Linked DNA regions of Mus musculus: regions 1 and 3 are each linked to region 2. Evidence: chromatin contacts called from public Hi-C and HiChIP or PLAC-seq data. All regions are on one chromosome and are shown on one strand. The core of a region is the stretch at or near the end of the contact, and the rest is flanking DNA. Distances in the headings are between cores, read along the strand shown.

The links. A called contact is a pair of places that touch in the nucleus more often than the background predicts. HiChIP or PLAC-seq counts read pairs in DNA pulled down with a chosen protein or histone mark.
Region 1: a contact with region 2 is called in an H3K27ac HiChIP or PLAC-seq map of embryonic stem cells, with 15 read pairs. The contact joins the enhancer-like site here to the promoter of Sipa1l2 in region 2. A contact is called at or near these places in 16 of 39 promoter capture datasets (the C10 cell line, cranial neural crest, embryonic stem cells and 7 more), 4 of 15 datasets of contacts at CTCF or cohesin (the NIH/3T3 cell line, embryonic stem cells and pro-B cells), 86 of 484 Hi-C or Micro-C datasets (the AtT-20 cell line, B cells, the BV-2 cell line and 41 more), 10 of 115 datasets of contacts at active chromatin or transcription factors (bone marrow-derived macrophages, craniofacial prominence, embryonic stem cells and 3 more) and 5 of 9 other capture datasets (adipose tissue, embryonic stem cells, liver and 2 more).
Region 3: a Hi-C map of uterus shows a contact between it and region 2, with 4 times the contacts expected there. The contact joins the enhancer-like site here to the promoter of Sipa1l2 in region 2. A contact is called at or near these places in 2 of 15 datasets of contacts at CTCF or cohesin (the NIH/3T3 cell line and pro-B cells), 5 of 484 Hi-C or Micro-C datasets (CD4 T cells, nephron progenitors and uterus), 4 of 115 datasets of contacts at active chromatin or transcription factors (embryonic stem cells, extraembryonic endoderm stem cells and neural tube) and 3 of 9 other capture datasets (embryonic stem cells, liver and macrophages).

The regions. Positions count from the first base shown.
Region 1 is chr8:125,698,249-125,700,948 of GRCm38.p6, reverse strand. No RefSeq gene overlaps it. Among named protein-coding and RNA genes, the nearest start is that of Gm39283, 14 kb to the right of the region's middle. Within about 2 kb of position 1,443, at least 15 of the 459 cell types and tissues checked have an H3K27ac peak or open chromatin away from gene starts, as enhancers often do. A contact at or near this core is called in the CH12 cell line, bone marrow-derived macrophages, embryonic stem cells and 2 more, where this site is marked.
Region 2 is chr8:125,568,431-125,571,130 of GRCm38.p6, reverse strand. Sipa1l2 (signal-induced proliferation-associated 1 like 2) reads left to right here and starts at 1,268. Exons shown (of 22, transcript NM_001357372.1): 1 at 1,268-1,476.
Region 3 is chr8:125,778,432-125,781,131 of GRCm38.p6, reverse strand. The region is part of intron 25 of Pcnx2 (pecanex homolog 2); the gene reads left to right. All of the region lies in intron 2 of Gm39284 (a long non-coding RNA gene), which reads right to left. Among named protein-coding and RNA genes, the nearest start is that of Gm39284, 5.6 kb to the right of the region's middle. Within about 2 kb of position 1,306, at least 1 of the 459 cell types and tissues checked has an H3K27ac peak or open chromatin away from gene starts, as enhancers often do. A contact at or near this core is called in uterus, where this site is marked.

The sequences.
Region 1 (2,700 bases), core at 194-2,693, 130 kb before region 2:
AAGTCTTGCTAATGGCCTTATTTATGAGCCACACTGAGCACGCTCAGTACTCCCTTCGGCCATCTTTGTCTTACAAACTAAACATACCCAGACACTTCCGGCTGGTTAGCTTTCCTTCTTGAACTGAGGGTGCTCAGGAAGGTTCAGAGGACATTCTGCAAGCTCTGGAGTGTGCCCATCTCTAGAGTGCTTTTCCATATGAATAGTGTACGTACTCTCTATTCAGTGAGACTTCTCAGCTCAGGGACAGCCTTATTTAGGAAACGACTCCCATGCTTTCTCTCTTCTGCTGCCCTCAACGACCCCTTTTCCACGGACTTACATCTTGGCTGTATTTCTTTTGGTCTGTACTCTGCCTGAGGCAAGTCCTCTGAGTTGGGTGTGTGTGTCTGCTTATGCAGAGTGGTGAGTTGGGTGTGTGTGTCTGCTTATGCAGAGTGGCTGAGGGAGTCAACCCTAGTGACCCTTTCTCCTTTCTCTGTCCTTGCGGTCGGTCGTAGGCTCTTCCCAAGAGGAAAGACAACCACACTTACTTTAATCATTGATATAGTCCTGGCATTCCACATGAGGCCTGGAGCAGACTCTACACTCAATAAATATTTATAAATAATAGTGAATAGTTTCAGAATTACTAAAGTATTCTAACACAGTCAACTATTTTAAAGAAGGAATAGTCTTTCTTCATTGTTGTCTTTAGGTCTTTTATTTAGAAAATACTTGGGGCCTTTTAAAGCTCTCCATCTCATTGTTAAATTGATTCAGAGACCTAGGGAAGTGAGCCAAATCTATATTGATCAAGATATTATAGATAAAGTCAACAATTCTTAAAATCACATTTCCTGACGACAGAGCCTAAGAAATTTCCTCATAGAACTGACAGCTCTTCATGACAAAGGCAGAGTCCACATTGTTAGCAGGAATCATCCCTGCTTGTTGGTGTGTAAGCTGCTGGGCAGACAATGGGGGAAACTATTCAATGACATGGACACAAATAAATCAGCTGTTTATCCTACACTCAACGTGAGCCAAACCCGGGACTGAGCTGTGGGGATGAGGAGGAGCTGTGGGAATGTGTGACCTTAGAGAACATAAGATGACCACTGAAAGACCTTGCTAGAATAGCATGCTGGGGACTTCCGCTAGAAGGTTGTGACTAACACTCCCTTCCTGCAATGACAAAACAAGCTTTGCAAGAAAGCTCCTACTTTAAGGTAGGTGCAGATAATGACCAAGAATGTTTCAGTTCCCCCTTCTGGTGACTAAGACCTCACCTCACCCATGGCCATTAATATTGCTTAAGGAAGGTCACGAAACAATTGCCAATCCGGAAGGGAGAGGCTAATTACCATTTCTAAAGGGGGGAAATCAAAAAGTCTGCCCTGGCCAACAATGGGCTTAAACCAACTCTTATTGTTATCAAGTCCTACCCTTAAACTATATAAAAAGTGTGTGCTTAGGAGATTGGGGTTGACTCTGCCCAGATTGCAGGACAGTGTGGCATGCCAGATCAATAAATCTCTTGCTTAGTGCATTGATCTCCGTCTCTGTGTTTCTGTGAGTGGGACATCCAGGACATAAGGCTCTTCAGGTCTTACAGAGCCACGGTTGCAGTTCTCCAAACCAGGAAAACCATGCAGCCTCCCAAGTTCAGAAGAGAGAAACTGTTGTATTAGCATCTTATCTAAGTCCAATAAAATCAGAGAGTCAGACTGGATGGAGACCATTGTCCCTCATCACTGATCTTTCCACTGCCTGCTTCAAATGTGTGGCCCATGGAGCTCTGAAGAGAGTCTAAAGAAAGGGTAAACACCCCACTACAAACCCGACTTTTAATGTTATTATTTGAATTTTATGTGCCTTTATCTGTCTACATGTACATCTATGCACCACATGTGTGCCTACTGACCAAGAAAGCCAGGGCAAGGCGGTGAAATCTCTGGAGTTGCAGATAGTTGTGAATCACTTTGTGGTGCTGGGAACCCAGCCCAGGTCCTCTGCAAGAGCAATAAGCACCCTTAGCCTCTGAGCCAGCTCTCCAGCCCCACTCACTGTTTTGAGTTAGTCATTTCTCTTGAACAAATATTCAGGCTGTTACTTTTATTCTAGACTTCGGGGGATGGGGGATGGCATTTCCCTGTTTGGAAAGTAACTTTTATTCACCTTTTTAAATTGTCATTTCAGGGGCTTACTGCCTCTGCTAACTTAGGCCTAGACCTGGAAGCTTTTAGCCTTCATACAATCTTATCTAGGCCCAGAATGCTTTCAACTTCTGAGACTTAATGCTGAATAAGCTCACCCCTTCTAGTTCTTTCTGAACACTGTCTGACTGGTTCAACTCCACTATTCTGGCTCAAACTCCTTGACAAGGTGAGAGATTCAATCTGGCTTCTCTCTTGGCCTCTGACTTTTTGCTCTGCTTGGCCTCAAACTAACTCTGGCAATCTGTTCTAATCTTCTGGCTCCTTCTCATTCTCTAGCTCATTTTGTCTTCACCTGTGTACAGCTTGTTCTCTCTCTGCAATCTGTCTCTCTATAACTGTCCAGGTAAAACTCTTCAAGTAGCTTCCCCCTCCCCCCTCTTGTGAGAGTTGGGATTAGTCTATTTTGTCAAATCTTTCTCTGGTTCATCATTTTGTCTGCCACTCAATTAGATGTCACTTTCAAACATGGGTGCTTCCATCTACAAACTAACTTTACCTT
Region 2 (2,700 bases), core at 19-2,518:
CATGGCTGGTATTTTTCTTGGAAACCCCAGCAATCTCCGTACCTTCGCCAAAAGAGGCATTTTATATTTGTTTCTGTAAGATACCTGAGCCCGCAGCCACGCCCTGCCTTCCTCTCTGGCGCTGTATTCCACAGTCTCTGCCCCGGTTTAATCTGCCCCCTCCCCCACCTCACCCCCAAGCACAGAGCAGGGTCTGGTAAAAAGTTTCCCAGAAAGCACTGCAGCACAGGACTTTTCTCAGACTTCATGTTTGTGGAATGCATACACAACTTCTGCAAACGGTAGGTATAGGGAGACCATCCAGAAAGACCTCAAAACCTGGAAATCTCAGGAGCATAATGTCATATACAGGTTGCTGGCATGTTTTACAAGGCCCATTCCTACGCATTACACCTGTATTTAAAATGATATATAAGAGATTGGACAATGTGCACGCAGAGAAATGCAGCTTGGGTGGGGACCCACTGTTTAAACTTCACCAGGATGTGTGCTCGTAGTAGGAAGCACTGCGACAGGGAAGGAGAGATAACATTATTAACATTATCTCTTCCAGGGAGGAGTTCAAAGTCCCAAACAAACCATTTCAGGACTCTGGGGACGTAAGGTGGAGCCAGCTCTGCCACCTGCTCCGGCCTTATTTACTCCTCCTGCCCGTGCATCTCAAAATAGAGCCCAACGCCGCTCTTCTGCAGCCGGCCGCAGGTGAGGCTCCCGGCGGTTGGGGGTAAAGGGGGTAGACAGGGCCGGAACACCGAGAGCAGGCGTGGGCCCGCTCGTGCATCGCTCCTGGCTCAGGTTCCCCGGCCCGCGCGACTACAGCTTGCACTTTTGCGTCAAGTCCGTCCCTCGGGCTTCGCCAGGCCGTGGTGACTCTCAAGGGTCCGGACATGGTGCGAGCATGTACGAATGAGAGTCCACACCCGGAGAGCACCGGTCGTTCCGAGGGCACCCGGGCTCGCGAGCACTCCGAAGCCGGCCGCCTGTCCCCGTAAGCCGAGGCCTCGCGCTCGCCGCGACCTGGAGAATCGCTCTCCGAGGACGCTCGCGCTCGCGCGCGCCCGACCGCGAGGGGCGAGTCTGGCCAGGAGGCGCGCCAATGGGCGTGGGCGGAGCGCTCGGGGCGGGGCCTGTCCGGTTGGCCAATGGGCGTGGGCGGAGCTTTAGGGGCGGGGACCGTCCGGCCACCGGCCAATGAGAGGGGGCGGCGCGCTCGGGGTGGGGTCTTTCGGGGCACCGGCCAATAGGCGGGGGCGGAGCGCGTGGGGGCGGTGCCGGGGCGGGCGGCGGCGGCGGGAGCCGGCTGCAGACGGAGCCGGGCGGCCGAGGACGCAGCGCGGCGCCTGGCGACAGCTCGAGCCGCGGGCGCAACGGCCGCGCGGGGAGCGCGCCCATGGGTAGCGCGGGACGGCGGCGGGCGGCGAGGCCCTGGCTTCTGCGCGCCGGCCCTGGCGGGGTCCAGAGGACCGCGGCTCCGAGGTGCGTGCCGGGGGGTGCGGGGTGCAGGGCGCAGGGACCGGACCTGCCCGGCTGCGCGCAACTTGCGGGCCGCTCCCCCGGGACTCCCGCTCCTTTGTACGCGCGGGCTCGCGTCTCCGCGGGTGAGGACCGCGGTCGGGAAGCGACCGGCAGCGCCGGCACATTCATTTGAGCCTGGTCGCAGAATCCCGAGAATCAATTTCGGCTCGTCTCCCGGAGAGCGAAAGCCGAGGACAACTTGGCGTCACCCCTTGGGGAGACGTTTGTCGTCATTAACCATCTTCGGCTACATTAATTCAGTCCGGGCCAACGTCAGCACGGGCGAACGGACAGCAAGTGCGTCCTCACGAATTGGGGCTGGGCGATACCTGATTTTGGTCAAAACAGGTCTTAGGCGCTTCGGGTTCTGCTTGGAGTTGCCTCGGTCTGCGCAAGGATGGCTTTGAGAAAGAAGGCCAAACAGCGAGGGGGAAAGGCAGAATGCAGAACACCCCAAAACCCAAGTCATCCGCAGAAAACGGGGCGTCTTGGTTATTCTCATTGGTTTTCCCCAGTAACTTCAAAATAGTCCCAGAAATGTTCCTTTTGTCTGCGGTTTCACTTCTAAACTTTAACACTAGATGGCTTTCTTATGACAGGCATTTTAGTCCGCTGCCCGCTTGAGTTTCCTGCGTCTGCAGTCTAGGCTGGGATTTATTTATTTATTTAACGTCTTACAAATTGGAATGAAAGGAAGAAACTATCCCAAACTGCTGCTTTATTTGAAACATAGTACTCCCCTGTAAGGCTTAAACTGGTTATTATATTTCTTTTTTCAAATATGGAAAGTGGGCTTTGATCTCTAGCGACCAGAGGTGACTACGAATGAGCGAGCTGCTTGTTACTGGGCTCTGCATCGCGGAGGTCTTGATGTCTTTGGAGAATGTGGAGTTCTTGGGTGGGTTTGGTGATAAGAGCTGCATAGATTTCGACATGCTGTTTATGGCTAGCTGGAGCGGTTTCCGGAACAGGCAGCAATGGGATCTATTGCAGGGGGTGGAGGGTGGTTGGGAGGGGGGAAGAATAGTCTATCTTCAGTTTTGGGCGCGTGTGAGGCTGTTCATGCCTAAGGGTTGACCGGCAGCATTTGAGGAAGATCTGTAGCTGAGTGCGTCTGCCTGAGTCATACTGAGGGTTGTGTCACGGACCTCTGCGTTTCCTTCTCCCCTGGTGAGATCTGGCTTG
Region 3 (2,700 bases), core at 57-2,556, 210 kb before region 2:
GGATGGCACTAATCTGTCACTGGTATCAGGCAGGCACCAGCCCTCCACTGTCCTGGGACTTGACACCAGATGAATGGGCTGAGTGGGGAATCGGGTACAAATGTTGGAATGCATGAAAGCTTACTGAGTCTATGGGTGACAACTTTAAAGGGGCATGTGAAGACTACAGTATGGTTTCCCCTAAGCCACACTGGCATTCTAAGTGTGAGCATGGAAGGCAGGATGGGAATAACCAAAGGAAAAGTAAGCCGAGGACAGGAAGCTCCAAGTCCTTACATGTTCAAGGGTGTTACAGAGGTTACGGTGCTTGGCCAGGCTAAGAAAGGAGCAAAGCAAACAAATGGGGGAAGAGGAAACAGGATCCCAGGACTGCACTGGGGATCTGTTTGCCCTGAAGGGGGTGGTGACCACTGGAGTTGATGTACTAGAGGAGACAGGGTGCTCTGGGCTGCTACTGAGAAGGAGGCAAGTTTTGATAAGCACATTTAGGGTTGTTACTGTGAATAGAAAGGGGAGGGCAGCAGAAGATGAGAGGAAACGAGGGAGGGAAGGAAATAGAAATGGAAAAGGGAGGTGAGGGGGGGATGGGATGGTGGAAGAGGAGGAGAGGGAAGAAAGGAAAAAGGAAGGAGAGAGGAAGAGAAGGGAGAGGAGGGAAGGGAAGGAGGGGAAAAGAGGGAGAGAAGGAGGGAGAGGAGGAAGGGACATGAAGGAGGGGAGGAGGGGGAAGGAGGGGAGGAGGGAGGGAAGGACGGAGGGAAGGAGGGAGATGAGGAAGGGAGATGAAGGAGGGGAGGAGGGAGGGGAAGGAGGACAAAAGACAAGAAGGAGAGAGGGGAGGAGGAAGAGGGAGGGGAATGGAGGGGGAAAGGAGGAGGGAGGGAAAGGAAGACAGAAGAGAAAAAGGAGGGAGGGGAGGAGAATGGAGAGAAGGAGGAGGGAGGGAGGGAGGGGGTTAAATAAGGAAAGACTGAGGTAAGGATTGTCTAAACATTTTTCAAGTCTATTTGTTATTAAAATTTTAAATCTCATTTTCTCAGACTCCCTTCAGATTTTAATGTGGTCCCACCCTGCAGGCCGTTCTCTCTGCTCAGCATCTTGGTGAGCCTTGCAGAAGGGACACTGAAGGTACAGTAGGGATGTAGCGACCCATTCCCGTTGGAGCTAGAAAACAACTAAAAGCAAGATTTACGCTCCTGTCTGTGGGAGATGTTATCAGCCTTCTCACGGTTTGGCTGACCCCATAATCACTGGCCCGTGGGGACGTGTGAAACTAGCCCTGTAGCCTAATCTCACTCACAGCTGATCCAACTCAAAGTTTTATCTTAGCTGGAGATCCACACACAGCCCTCCCACTAATATTAAAACTCTGTAGAATTCTCTTCGTCTTGGCAACAGTTGACCCTTCATCATGGCTTTATGGTTTATGTCTGGATAGCTTGAGGGGTCTTCTAACTCCCTGGGTCCCAGACTTCATCCATAAAAACAGAATGTTGTCTCCAGTGGACGCTCGCACACATAATTTCCTTCCTTTCTGAGTAGGGAAGCCTAAGGCTTGCTGGTGTGTTTGGCAGGTCTAGGTGGACAGGGTGTGTCCCTCAGCGCTAGCAGAGTCCCCACCACCTTGGAGTCCTGCACTCAGGAAAGCCCTGTGAGGAGGAGGCAGTTTGGAATGACCCATGACCTAGGAAGGCCTCCTCCTCAGAGTCCAGTCGGTTCCCCTGCTCTTCTGGCCTAGAAGTGGAGTGAGTGCAGGGAGGACTTTCTCTCCGCGATGATTACAGACTTACGCATTTCAGCATTCATCGTGCATCAGGCTGCCTGGTGTGCACGGAAGCTTTGATTAACTCCACTTTTTATTTATTTTTATTTATTTATTTATTTTTTAGATTTTATTTATTATATGTAAGTACACTGTAGAAGTTTTCAGACACACCAGACAAGGGCACCAGATCTCACTGTGGGTGGTTGTGAACCACCATGTGGTTGCTGGGATTTGAACTCAGGATCTTCAGAAGAGCAGTCAGGGCTCTTAACCGCTGAGCTATCTCTCCAGCCTCCAACTCCACTTTTTAAATGTATTTGTGTGTAGGTGTGTGTACGTTTGTGTGTATAACATGCGTATGTTTGCACATGTGTGTATGACATTTGTGTGTGTACGTTTGCACACATTTATGACATGTGTATGTTTGCACATATGTGTGACATTCATGTGTGTTTGCACATATGCCTGACATTCGTGGATATGTTTGAACATGTGTATGACATTGTGGATGTGTTAGCACATGTGTGTGACATTCATGTGTATGTTTGTACACATGTGTGACATTCATGTGTATGTTTGCACATATGTATGACATTCATGTGTGTTTGCACATATGGCTGACATTCGTGGGTATGTTTGCACGTGTGTATGACATTGTAGGTATGTTAGCACATGTGTGTGACATTCATGTGTATGTTTTCACACATGTGTGACATCCATGGGTATATTTGCATACATACATGACATTCGGTGGTATGTTTGCACATGTGTATGACATTTTGAGTATATTAACACATGTGGGTGACATTCATGTGTATGTTTGCACATATGTGTATGAGATGTGTGTGTGTATGTTGTTTGCACATGTGTGTAGAGGCCAGAGGTTGACTCTGGGTGCTTTCTTCAGTGGCTCACCACATTATTATTTTTATTGT